Regions from separate parts of the Mus musculus genome. Here region 1 is linked to region 2. A link is a contact called in public Hi-C data. All regions are on one chromosome and are shown on one strand. The core of a region is the stretch at or near the end of the contact, and the rest is flanking DNA. Distances in the headings are between cores, read along the strand shown. Region 1 overlaps St6gal1 (beta galactoside alpha 2,6 sialyltransferase 1). Region 2 holds the start of BC106179 (cDNA sequence BC106179).

What was found. Hi-C and Micro-C count contacts between places; a contact is called where the count stands out from the background.
Region 1: a contact with region 2 is called in a Hi-C map of the N1E-115 cell line, with 5 times the contacts expected there. The contact joins the enhancer-like site here to the promoter of BC106179 in region 2. A contact is called at or near these places in 3 of 39 promoter capture datasets (HPC-7-derived erythroid cells, embryonic stem cells and macrophages), 34 of 484 Hi-C or Micro-C datasets (CD4 T cells, CD8 T cells, LSK cells and 25 more), 12 of 115 datasets of contacts at active chromatin or transcription factors (bone marrow-derived dendritic cells, cardiomyocytes, embryonic fibroblasts and 7 more) and 2 of 9 other capture datasets (adipose tissue and liver).

Annotation. Positions count from the first base shown.
Region 1 is chr16:23,255,870-23,260,948 of GRCm38.p6, reverse strand. St6gal1 (beta galactoside alpha 2,6 sialyltransferase 1) reads right to left here. Exons shown (of 8, transcript NM_145933.4): 2 at 3,848-3,990. Among named protein-coding and RNA genes, the nearest start is that of BC106179, 33 kb to the right of the region's middle. Within about 2 kb of position 2,183, at least 47 of the 459 cell types and tissues checked have an H3K27ac peak or open chromatin away from gene starts, as enhancers often do. A contact at or near this core is called in the N1E-115 cell line, epiblast stem cells, regulatory T cells and 1 more, where this site is marked.
Region 2 is chr16:23,221,766-23,226,917 of GRCm38.p6, reverse strand. It overlaps BC106179 (cDNA sequence BC106179), which reads left to right and starts at 1,434. Exons shown (of 3, transcript NR_152126.1): 1 at 1,434-1,450; 2 at 2,474-3,133; 3 at 3,423-5,152. It overlaps St6gal1 (beta galactoside alpha 2,6 sialyltransferase 1), which reads right to left and starts at 2,178. Exons shown (of 8, transcript NM_145933.4): 1 at 1,689-2,178.

The DNA of each region.
Region 1 (5,079 bases), core at 934-3,433, 33 kb before region 2:
TTTTCTGAACAGGACTCTAATAGCCCAAGAAATAAACCTGAGGGTTGAAATGAAACCAAGAAGCTTCCATAAAACAAAGAACAATCGCTGGAGTGAATGGACAGCCTGCAGAATGGGAAGAAGTCTTGGCCAAGTATATATACCTCAGGCAACAAATGTTGTGTCAATGAATGTGCCAGTGAACTGAACAGGCAGCATATATATTCTAAAATGTTCAGCATCCTTAGCCATCAGGGCAATGCAAATTAAAAGCTAGTTTGAAATTCCATCTCATCCAAGTCAAGAAAACAAACAACAAGTTCTGGTGAAGATGTAGGGGAAATGAACCATAATTGTCCACAGATGAGTGTGCAAACTAGGATAGCCATTGCTGAACCCATATGAAGGTTTCTCAGCTAAGTGACATAGAATTACCGTGTGAGTCAGCTACACCCGAAAGGGTCGGCCAACACACCAGAGAAATGCCTTACGTATCTATGTTTATAGCAGCACCCTTCACAATACCAAAGAGAGGGAACCAGCAAGATGCCCATCAACTGAGGAAAAGATAAAGAAAAGGAGGTCCATCTACACGATAGAATTCCATACAGCCATTTAAAAAAAATCATTAAAATAGATAGAACTGGAAATCGTTGTGGTGAGCTAAATAGCCAGATTCGAAAAGACAAATAGCCTTATGTTTTCTCTCGTACATAGACCGGTCCTCCAATCACAGAGGAAAACAAAACCTGCATCAATTGTCCTTTGTAAAGAAATCTGAGCCAGCATTTGGGAGGTAGAGAGAGGTGAATTTCTGAGTTCGAGGCCAGCCTGGTCTACAGAGTGAGTTCCAGGACAGCCAGGACTACACAGAGAAACCCTGTCTCAAAAACATAAAAGAAAAAGAAAAAGAAAAAGAAAAGAAGAGAAGAGAAGAGAAGAGAAGAGAAGAGAAGAGAAGAGAAGAGAAGAGAAGAGAAGAGAAGAGAAGAGAAGAGAAGAGAAGTCTGAGAGCTCGGGAGAGGCAAACCCTATTTCTAGTCAGCAGGAAGGGTTGGGAGGTTACAGTGGGCCCATCTCCTGGGGCATTGCATGGACACACTGCAGGAAGCACAGTCTCCCAGATCTAATGTTCTCTCCCAGTACAAAGAAGAGCCCCCTGGGAGATCTGCAAACTCCAGGGCCCTGGTTCACAAGCATTCCGAAGTAGAGTGATACTCCCTTGGGGGAGGAAATGCTTGCAGGCACTGGCCTGGGAACCCCTGCCTTGATGACCACTTGCTGTGAGGGACACTTGGCAGCTCTGAGAGCTTTTCTATAACCATGTCTCCTTATCTGAGACATGGGTGGGTGCAGACACAGCGCCAGAGGGTGCAGAGGTAAGAAGAGGGCACACAGATAGAGCAGAGAGCATGGCTGCTCAATCCTTTCCTAACTCACAAAGATTCCTCCGTCCTTAGAATAAAACCTTCTCCACCTGCAGCAGCGTCAAGAAGGAAAACCAACTCCCTGGAGGAAAGAGGCTTAAGTCCGAGAAAACTAGAAGCTGTTTCTGAAAGGTGCTGGGGCTTTGGCAACCTTCCAGAGGCAGAGCTAATAACTGGAGATCACGGACATGTTCCAGTGCTGGTCACATACAAGAGCTCAGGGGTCAGGCAGCCTCAGGGCCCAGGCCCTTCCCCCATTCCAGCGTCTTCCTCCAGAACCTCCCATGGCTTCACTTCAAGGGCTGACACCCAGCTGCTAGGCAGTCTGGATCCCTGACTGCTCTGGGCTTTCCTACCTTTCTAATTTCCTGAACCACAAAGGGAAAGTGGCATGTCACCAATGTCTCACCCTGTCTGTCCCTAAGCCCCTTTTTTTAAGGGACATGCGAGCAAGAGGTATAACCAGAAGACTGAGAAAGGAGGAGAGGGCAGAGGCCAGGACTCCATTATGCTAATTTAATTAGTTCTAATCTGCTGGCAGCAGGGCCTTGAAGAGAGAAAAGAGGCTTTTGTTGAAACTTGTTTGGTAGGAAGTCACCCTCCCCCTCCCTCAGAGATTATGAGTGAGCCCTGACTGGGGTCCTGGAGTTGTCAAGTCTCCTTTTCACACTTCTCTGACCAGCCTCTCAACTTTTCCAGAAGGAAAATGCACCCCAGATGTTGGTCAGTAAATGGAGGGTTTTCTTCTGCTGTTATGAAAGGGTATCAATAATTCATAACCTCACACACACAACACACATACCGAGATGTCAGTCAGAGAGAGAAATGCAGCCCGTTTCTCTCCATTAATAAACCAAGGTTTTCTGGTGGCCTAATTCCCTCCCTGCAGCAGACAAGAAGCCTCACAGTATCAGACATTGCCATTATGTAGCCGGACCCTGACAGCTACCCATGAGACCAGACCGCACTCGGCTTGTGTTTACTGAGCACCGAGTCTCCACAGGGGAAGAACGTTAAACCCACTGGTACAGCCTTGCCTGGCAGGAGCAGGACCCCAAACCTGATCCCCAGCACCACCAAAAGAAACTCTTCCAGAAAGAGCTTTGTAGCTCCTCCAGTTTCAACAGCAACACATCACTCTCCCACAACGGTCCATTCTAAGCTGCAAACTGGTTTGGATTATTTTTGTCTTGTATTTGGGGGGTTTGGGGAGGGGTGATAGTGTATTGTTTCTAACTATTTCTAACAACCAGTTTGTAAAATCTCAAAGTTTGAGAATGAGACATGGAAGGCTTCTGTGACAACCTCTCCACCCCCCCTCCTCCGCCCCCCCCCCCAAGCCGTCCGAAAAACAAAAGAAACAGTCTAGACAGGAAGCCATTGAAGAGAACTCTTATGTGATAAGGATGCTAAAGTGTAGCTCTTCACAATTGGCTTCTGGCTGAGTGCTAGTAGGGAAGGACTCAGTTTTCTTTAAGGGGCTGGCCTCTGGGAGTTTGACCATGCTCCAGTGAGTATAGGGGTAACACAGCCAAATTCTGTATTTCTCCTCCTCCTCTTCCTCCTTTTTCTCCTCCTCTTTCTCCTTGTTCTTCTTCTTCTCCTCCTTCTCCTCCTCCTCTTCCTCCTCCTTCTTTTCCTTCTCTTTCCCCTCTTCCTCCTTCTTCTTCCTCTTCTTCCTCCTCTTCCTCTCCTTCCTCCTCCTCTTCTCCTTCTTTTTTCTTTTGGGGGAAGTCACAAAGGTAGGGGGACCTAAGAGGACTATGAAGTGAATGTGTTTGGGGTTTGTGAAATTGCCCCCAGGAAAACAATAAAAATATTATGTTGGAAAAAAATTCCTGGATGCTTAGAAGCAGCTCGGGAGAGTTTCTAGGTGAGAGGGGAGCTCTCCTGGCCCCTCATGGAATCATCCCTCCACTTCCATGTAGAAGGGACCAGCATCCTGCAGTAGTTATTCTAAGAGGGAGCCTAACAAAGCACCGTTTTTAGACCCTGCTTTATTTTCTTCCAAATTGCTAAGAGTACTTAGCTAGATTTATTAAAATCACATTTGATAAACCTACTGGAAAGCTTTGCCATAACCTCCCTGCATAATGTCTGTTATCTGTACTTCCTGGGTTAGGAAGTGCATGTCGAGGAGGCAGGGATGCACACAGTTGTGTTTCCTGGGGGGGCTCACTTTCCTGTGCAGAACAGCACAAAAGCATCCATCCAAGTCCGCTATAGTCTTACCTTCAGGATAACTTCACTCTCTTTAGGGTTCAAATCTCCTTAGCAATGGAGAAAGTGGAAGTTCCTGTGCTAACAAATCAAAGCCTTTGGCCTCCACTGACCTTGCCTCTGTGTAGCTGAGATGGGAGCAGATGGCTGGAACTGAAAACAACTCCCTCCTCCCGGAGCCTTAAGAGAACTGCCATCATCTTTTCCCAAAGGGCTCTTACCTCAGCATCCGGCTGGAAAGTGGGTACCAGGTATTTGGGGAAGGCTCAAGGGGGCCAGTTCATTTCAGTTGACTTCCGGGGCACTGATAACTTCTCTCTCGGGCGCTGGCTGTGGAGCTTGGCACAGCTGGCTCTACCCCTGCCTGCAGAGGAAAGAGAGAGTGCAAGCTGAAGCCAGAGCATGGGGTAAATACCATGTGGGAGTGAGCACCCTCCCCACACACACCTGTGCTCCCTCTCCCTCTGCCCTGCCCCAGCAGCTCCCACCTCACAGTCCCTTGCAGAGCATACTCCTCCCCGGGAAGAAGCCAGCCTCCTCCCAAATGGCTTAAGCTGGCCATCTGTTCACCCCTGTCCACTTGCTTGTGCCCAGTCTGAGTAACAAACTGAGTAAAGCAAACTTTACTAGAGCCGCGGAATCCTGATGCTACTCAACATTAGCATGAAGAAAGGCGAGGTGAGAGACACATCCTCAGATCCAGCCCAAGTCCAGCATCCAGACAAAGCTCTGTTGCTCTCATGAAACGTGCTCAGTCTCCCACCAGAGTAACTGTCTCTGCCGTTAGACGTGTGAATGCACGTTCTCATTCATTCTGGAAGCATTTCGGACTGGGTCTGAATTTTTAATCCATAGGCTACGTCTGAGAAGATAGAGTGAATTTTTAATGTAACTGCATTTGACCTTGCGCCAAAGAGATTTAGGTTCCACTTAGACATTTTAAAAAAACACAAAATGTAGCCGGGTGGTGGTGGCGCACGCCTTTAATCCCAGCACTCGGGAGGCAGAGGCAGGCGGATTTCTGAGTTCGAGGCCAGCCTGGTCTACAACATGAGTTCCAGGACAGCCAGGGCTACACAGAGAAACCCTGTCTGGAAAAATCAAAACCAACCAAACAAACAAAAAAACTACACATGATAGGAATACACTTTCTGTTAGCATTTCCTCTAGACTCTGCCTAACAGTTACCCAGGTACAGGCCTGACTCATGTATAAAAGCTCTGTGTGTGTGTGTGTGTCTGTCTCTGTCACTCTGTCTGTCTGTCTGTCTCTCTCTCTCTCTCTTCTCTCTCTCTCTCTCTCTCTCTCTCTCTCTCTCTCTCTGTCTATCTGTTTCTCTCTGTCTCTGTCTCTCTCTATCATTTTTCCTCTCCGCAAATGTCCCAGGCTGTCCTCTTCCCTTCCTTCTCTCTCTCTCTCTTTCTGTCCTCCTCTGTCCCCTTTCTTTCTCTGG
Region 2 (5,152 bases), core at 185-2,684:
AAAAGAATGCTTCGTTCTGTACTGAGGGGCTCAGAAGCAGCTGACTACAAGAGACACTCTCCTCCCAGCGGGGCTGATGTCAACAGCCCCAGCTTCTGCCCGAACAAAGGCTTCTTAGCGCCCGCAAAACATCTAAGCCTCTCCAGTTGGCCCTAGTTCAATTTGAGAACAAGAGGGCAGCCAGGAGAGCAGAGCAAAGTTATGAAGCGGGACAGGCTGAGAAGTGGGGGAAATGCTAAGTCCCTCTTCTCCACTAAAACAGAGAACTCTAGAAAGGTATAATGGAAGGGCGCAGTTTCCAATTTGAATTATTTTCTTTGTTTCACTCCGCCCTGCCTGAGGCTACTGCCTTTTAAGCCGACCGCAGAATCCTCTGGATGAAGGCCGAGCAGTTGGAAGACCCAAGGGGCTGAACTCTCAGACCTCAGCTTCCTGCCTGTAAAATTAAAAAGGTTCCCTAGCTGTCGCCTGGATTTTTTCAATAACAAAGGTACACGGTTGAAGGCTGTCCAGTTGTCTTCAGAGACAGGTTAGTCTCCACAGGGACTACTCGAGGTGCAGCATCAGATTGGTAAAATGCTGTCACTCCTGCACAGGTCGCCTAGGATCCGTTCACCGCCCCCTTCCTGTCCTCAACTTTTCCTCAGAGCTGACAAGCCCAGACCTCAATACGCTAAAAATCCGGCTGCGTGAGCAGAGTGAAAGTTAAGGGGAAAGCACAGCAAACAGTGGACCTACCTCTGCGAGCCTCCGATACGTCCCCGTCTAGACGAGGGGCCCCCGTTGGCCTTGTGTGGCCAGGGCCAGTGACACCTGAAATGTCTAGCCACAGGGAGCTCCCAGGCGAAGAGCAAGCAAAACCCAAGACCTCACTGGTGGATTTTGTTAAAATGAACTATTCTTTCAGCAAGCTAGGGAGGCGCTCGAGATTCCCCAACAGGGGCAGTCGCCAGTGCACGGGGACAATGGTGTGTCGGGCAGGGTCTATTTTAGAAGGGTACCCTACAGATCCTTAGTTCAGCCCACGACTCTTAAGAAAATCTCGAAGAAGAGATGAGGGCTTGTAGGTTTCACCTCCAAACCCGTGCCAATGGGTGAAGCATACGTGTGGGTGGGGTGGGGGCTTTTTGTCGGCTCTTTCTTGTTTGTATTTTCTTTTTCCTTTAAAAATCAACAGGTTTAGTCCGTCCCTTCACAGAGCACCGCTGCGAAAGGTCCCCACCTCTCCAGCAGTAGTAGGTGGCCTCCAAGCGCCGCACCCGTTGGTTTGGCTGGAACAATAACCTGACCAAAAGAGGTTCAGCCGGGGCACACGTGCGTTTGTTGTGGTGCCTGCGCTCCCCCTCTCCTTCCACCGGGCTTGTTTTCCTGCTCTGTTACCAAAGTGGGCAAGATCTAAAGAGACCCTCACTCCGCGAGTCAACGCCTTACACAATACAGACGCTGCAGTGTAGGTTCCTGCGTCCCCGCACACGTGGGTTTGTTATGGGTGCGCAGGCTGGCGTGCCGGGGGGTGGGGGTGGGGGTGGGGGATTAGGGAGGGGAGGCCAAGGCGGTCCCTCCCCTGGACCCGCGACAGACATCCCCAGCCCGGGGCGGCGGCTCCTACTCCCGCAGCTAGGGCTGCCTCTCAGCGCACCCCTGCACTCCTTCTTCAGACCCGTGCCGCCCGCCTCGCCCCTACTCACTTGCAGCTCTCTCAATCGGGAAGGCGGCTGCGGTCGCTGAGCCCACCGAGCGCTCGCACGGCGCGCAGTCCGATTCCCTTTGTTAGGGTCGGGCAGTGCCAGGGCGGCTCCCCAACCCAGGCTGGCGCTCAACTCCACTCCCCCAGGTGCCTCTGGATCTTGCCGGGCCGAGGGAGAAGAGCCCGGGACTCAAGCTCCGAGTGAGTCCCCTTGAGAACGGATCTTCTGGGAAGCAGAGAGGGAGCACAGATGAGGGTACAGAGGACCGGGAAGGAGGGAAGAAAAGCACGGCAGACCGGCGGGAGGACGCTTGGTCTCCGTTATGCAAATAGAGTCGTTAAAACTAGAAAAGTGCTCTATCACACCGGTCCCAAACCATCCTGGCCCTCTGGAGGTCGCTAGCGAGCAGGCTCAAGGTTAAAGGTGCCTGCTTAGGGCTCCCCGTAATGCAGGGAATCTTGCAGTCTGTCCACAAAGAGCAAGCCTTTGGGGCGGAGCAATGCGGCAGGCAAGGAAGCCCAAATGCTGCCTCCACCCCCACCCCCTGCGTGTCCCGATGGATTGGATTCAGTGTTATCTGGCGAAAACGTTCTTACCAGAGTGCTTGTCCTGGCTCTGCACAGGGTGATCCTGATCAAACAAGTCATTTAACCCCTGTGAAAACTCAAATTTTTATGTAGGACACATACATCTTAGACTGTAGTATTTAGAGTTTAACAAAAATCCCCCAACATTAAGTGTATCCTGTACACAGCCTTGTCAAACTTTTTTTTTTTTTTTTTTAGATGTTCTGGAGTCCTGCGACCTGGAACTCTCACAGTAGGTACGCAGGCAGGCAGGACCCGGTTACAAAGGTAAAGACAGCCGGGCACCTTCCTTCCACTGGGCTTAGGATACGGCTGCTGGAGAAGTCAGGAGGAAACATCTTGTTGAAGAAGCAGTCTGGCAGTCTGACCATCTCTGATTACCCACAGACCACTTCCGAAAGACTGAAAACTTTCCTCTGTAAGAGAACTGGAAGCCACCATCTGGCCGCTCCTTCGGTCCTTTCTATCCTAGAGAAGAGATTTGACTACTCTGAGGCAGTAATCACATCCCAAATATCCACCTCTGAGCTGGGAGAGGAATCAAATAGAGCTCCAAGAACGCAGAAAATTGCTGGTCTGGGTTTTCTGTGTAGCAAAATAGCCTCTACAGTAAGATTGCTGGAGCCAGGACCAGAGCGTTCTCTTCAAGTCCAGATAGCCGCTTCCCACCACCAACCTGGGAAAGAAAAGATTGCCGCCTCCTCCCCAGCACCTGTCTTTCAGATTGTCTTCCTCCATCCTTTGATTCTGAGCCCCTAGCTGCTCACCCTCCCCCAGCTGCTCTGGAGCCAGAGACCCAAATCAGAAAGTGCCAGACAGTGAATTCAGTTCTGTGGCCAAGAAGCTATTTGTTCTTGGGTGAGTTCCACAGTCTTTCTGGGCCATTCTTTCCTCTTCTGCAACATGGAGAGCTAGAAGACAGCACTAAGGATCATGTTTACACGAAATGATTTATGTGGAGCAAGTAACGTAGAGTCTAGCCTACTGAGCATGCTCATAATAGTGCACTCTGCTGTGAGCCAATGAAAGCAGACCCCGGGTGACTGTTTCTGAAAGGGTGCTAACTGAAAGTCGAAGATTTTGTTCTACATTAAGAGGCCATTAAACGATTTTAATGCATGGCTCACAGTGCATCCTTGTGCTTTAGGTAGATTCTTCGGTCGCGGTTCTTGAAGATGGAAACAGGAGCGAGGACTTTAAGTGAGAATCTCAGACTGACTTGGGAGCTGACAGACAGTGGAGATCGCTTAAGCACCTGAACTGTGACGCTGACACAGGAAATGAAGAAAAGGCATCTAGACAAGAATCACCAAAGACACAGTGCTGGTTTCAGTGTTATACACAGTAAGGTGTTAAACCCACTTGTGGATGAGGAAATTAAGTCACCCAGGCCCTTGAGAAATCTCAGTATCCCTCACGTTCATTGAAAGCCTCAATCCTTTCTTTCAACCTCCCTCTTGTTTCCACTCAATTTAAGAACTAAGAACCATACAATAGGAAAGAGACTCTTTTAAAATGGGATACAGCATCTACTCTTAAGTTCTATTTTCTAGAACTCTAACCAGTCAATGGGGGGGAAAGGGAAGGGGTTCACTCTGGGTTTTGAACTTGCCACATTGATAATACCCACACACTGTGGCAAACCTAAAAAGAAGCCCTGGGGGGGGGGGGGGTCTAGAACAGATAAATAGACATGTAGGGATATTCCCAGAAAAACTGCAGGGGCATCACCATCTGGTAGCTTTCCAAAGTGGCTCTTTCATCAGTAAGGCCTTCTGACCTGCAATGAGAGACAAAATGTTGAACTATATCTCAGGACTATAGAGCTGCAGGCTACAGGAATATAGTTCATCATGCTGGTCGGGGACTATAGATTGTCAGGCTATAGGAATGTAGTTCATCATGCTGGTCGGGGGCTATAGAGATGCAGGCTATAGGAATGTAGTTCATCATGCTGGTTGGGGGCTATAGAGCTGCAGGCTATAGGAATATAGGTTATCGTGCTGGTTGCTTTCCTTAGAAGTCCACATTCCATAACTTCTGCTCCCACTATCTGAATGTACCCTCCATTCCTATGCTGAAATCTCAACCTGCACTCAATGGATAGCATTAGGAGATGAGATCTTGGAGAGGCAAATAGTCATGAGGGCAACATTATCTTGAATGAGACCACTTACCAAGGAGACACAGGCATGTCCTTCTACCTCATTAAGAGAAGCTAAAAGGCACCAGCTACAGACAAGATGTCTGTCCTCACCAGTTGCCAAAGCTGATGTCACCTAGACCTTGGGCCTACTAGACTTCAGAATGATGAAGAATATATTTCCAAGTGCTTTAAATCACCTAACTTGTGGTGGTTTTGTTGCTGCATTCTTTATTATTATTATTATTATTATTATTATTATTATTATTATTATTATTATTAGGTATTTTCCTCGTTTACATTTTCAATGCTATCCCAAAGGTCCCCCATACCCACCCCCCCCTTGTTGCTGCATTCTTAATAGACTTAGACAGTCCCTCGGTGTCTTAGGTCCTGTCCTTCACAGTAATCATTTCAGGCCATTTACTGGTGAGTATAAATGAGGTGTTGCTTTGTAATAGTCACAACAAGCCACTGGCAAACAGTATTTCTGAGGTGTTCTTGAGAAATACCTTGGCCGCAAAGGATGTGGGAAGCAATTGAAAGTTTCCTCCTAAATCATTTTTTTCCAACCCCACTACATATGCTCCCAAAGACCTAGAAGAGGTTATCACTTAGGGAAGTGCACTTTCTACCCTGAGCACCCGTAGCACACGTTGTCCAATAGGAGGCTGGGCTCTGGGACCCAACAAACTGTGTTCTACATGTGCTGCCCATGTTGTTCCTCAGTGTGG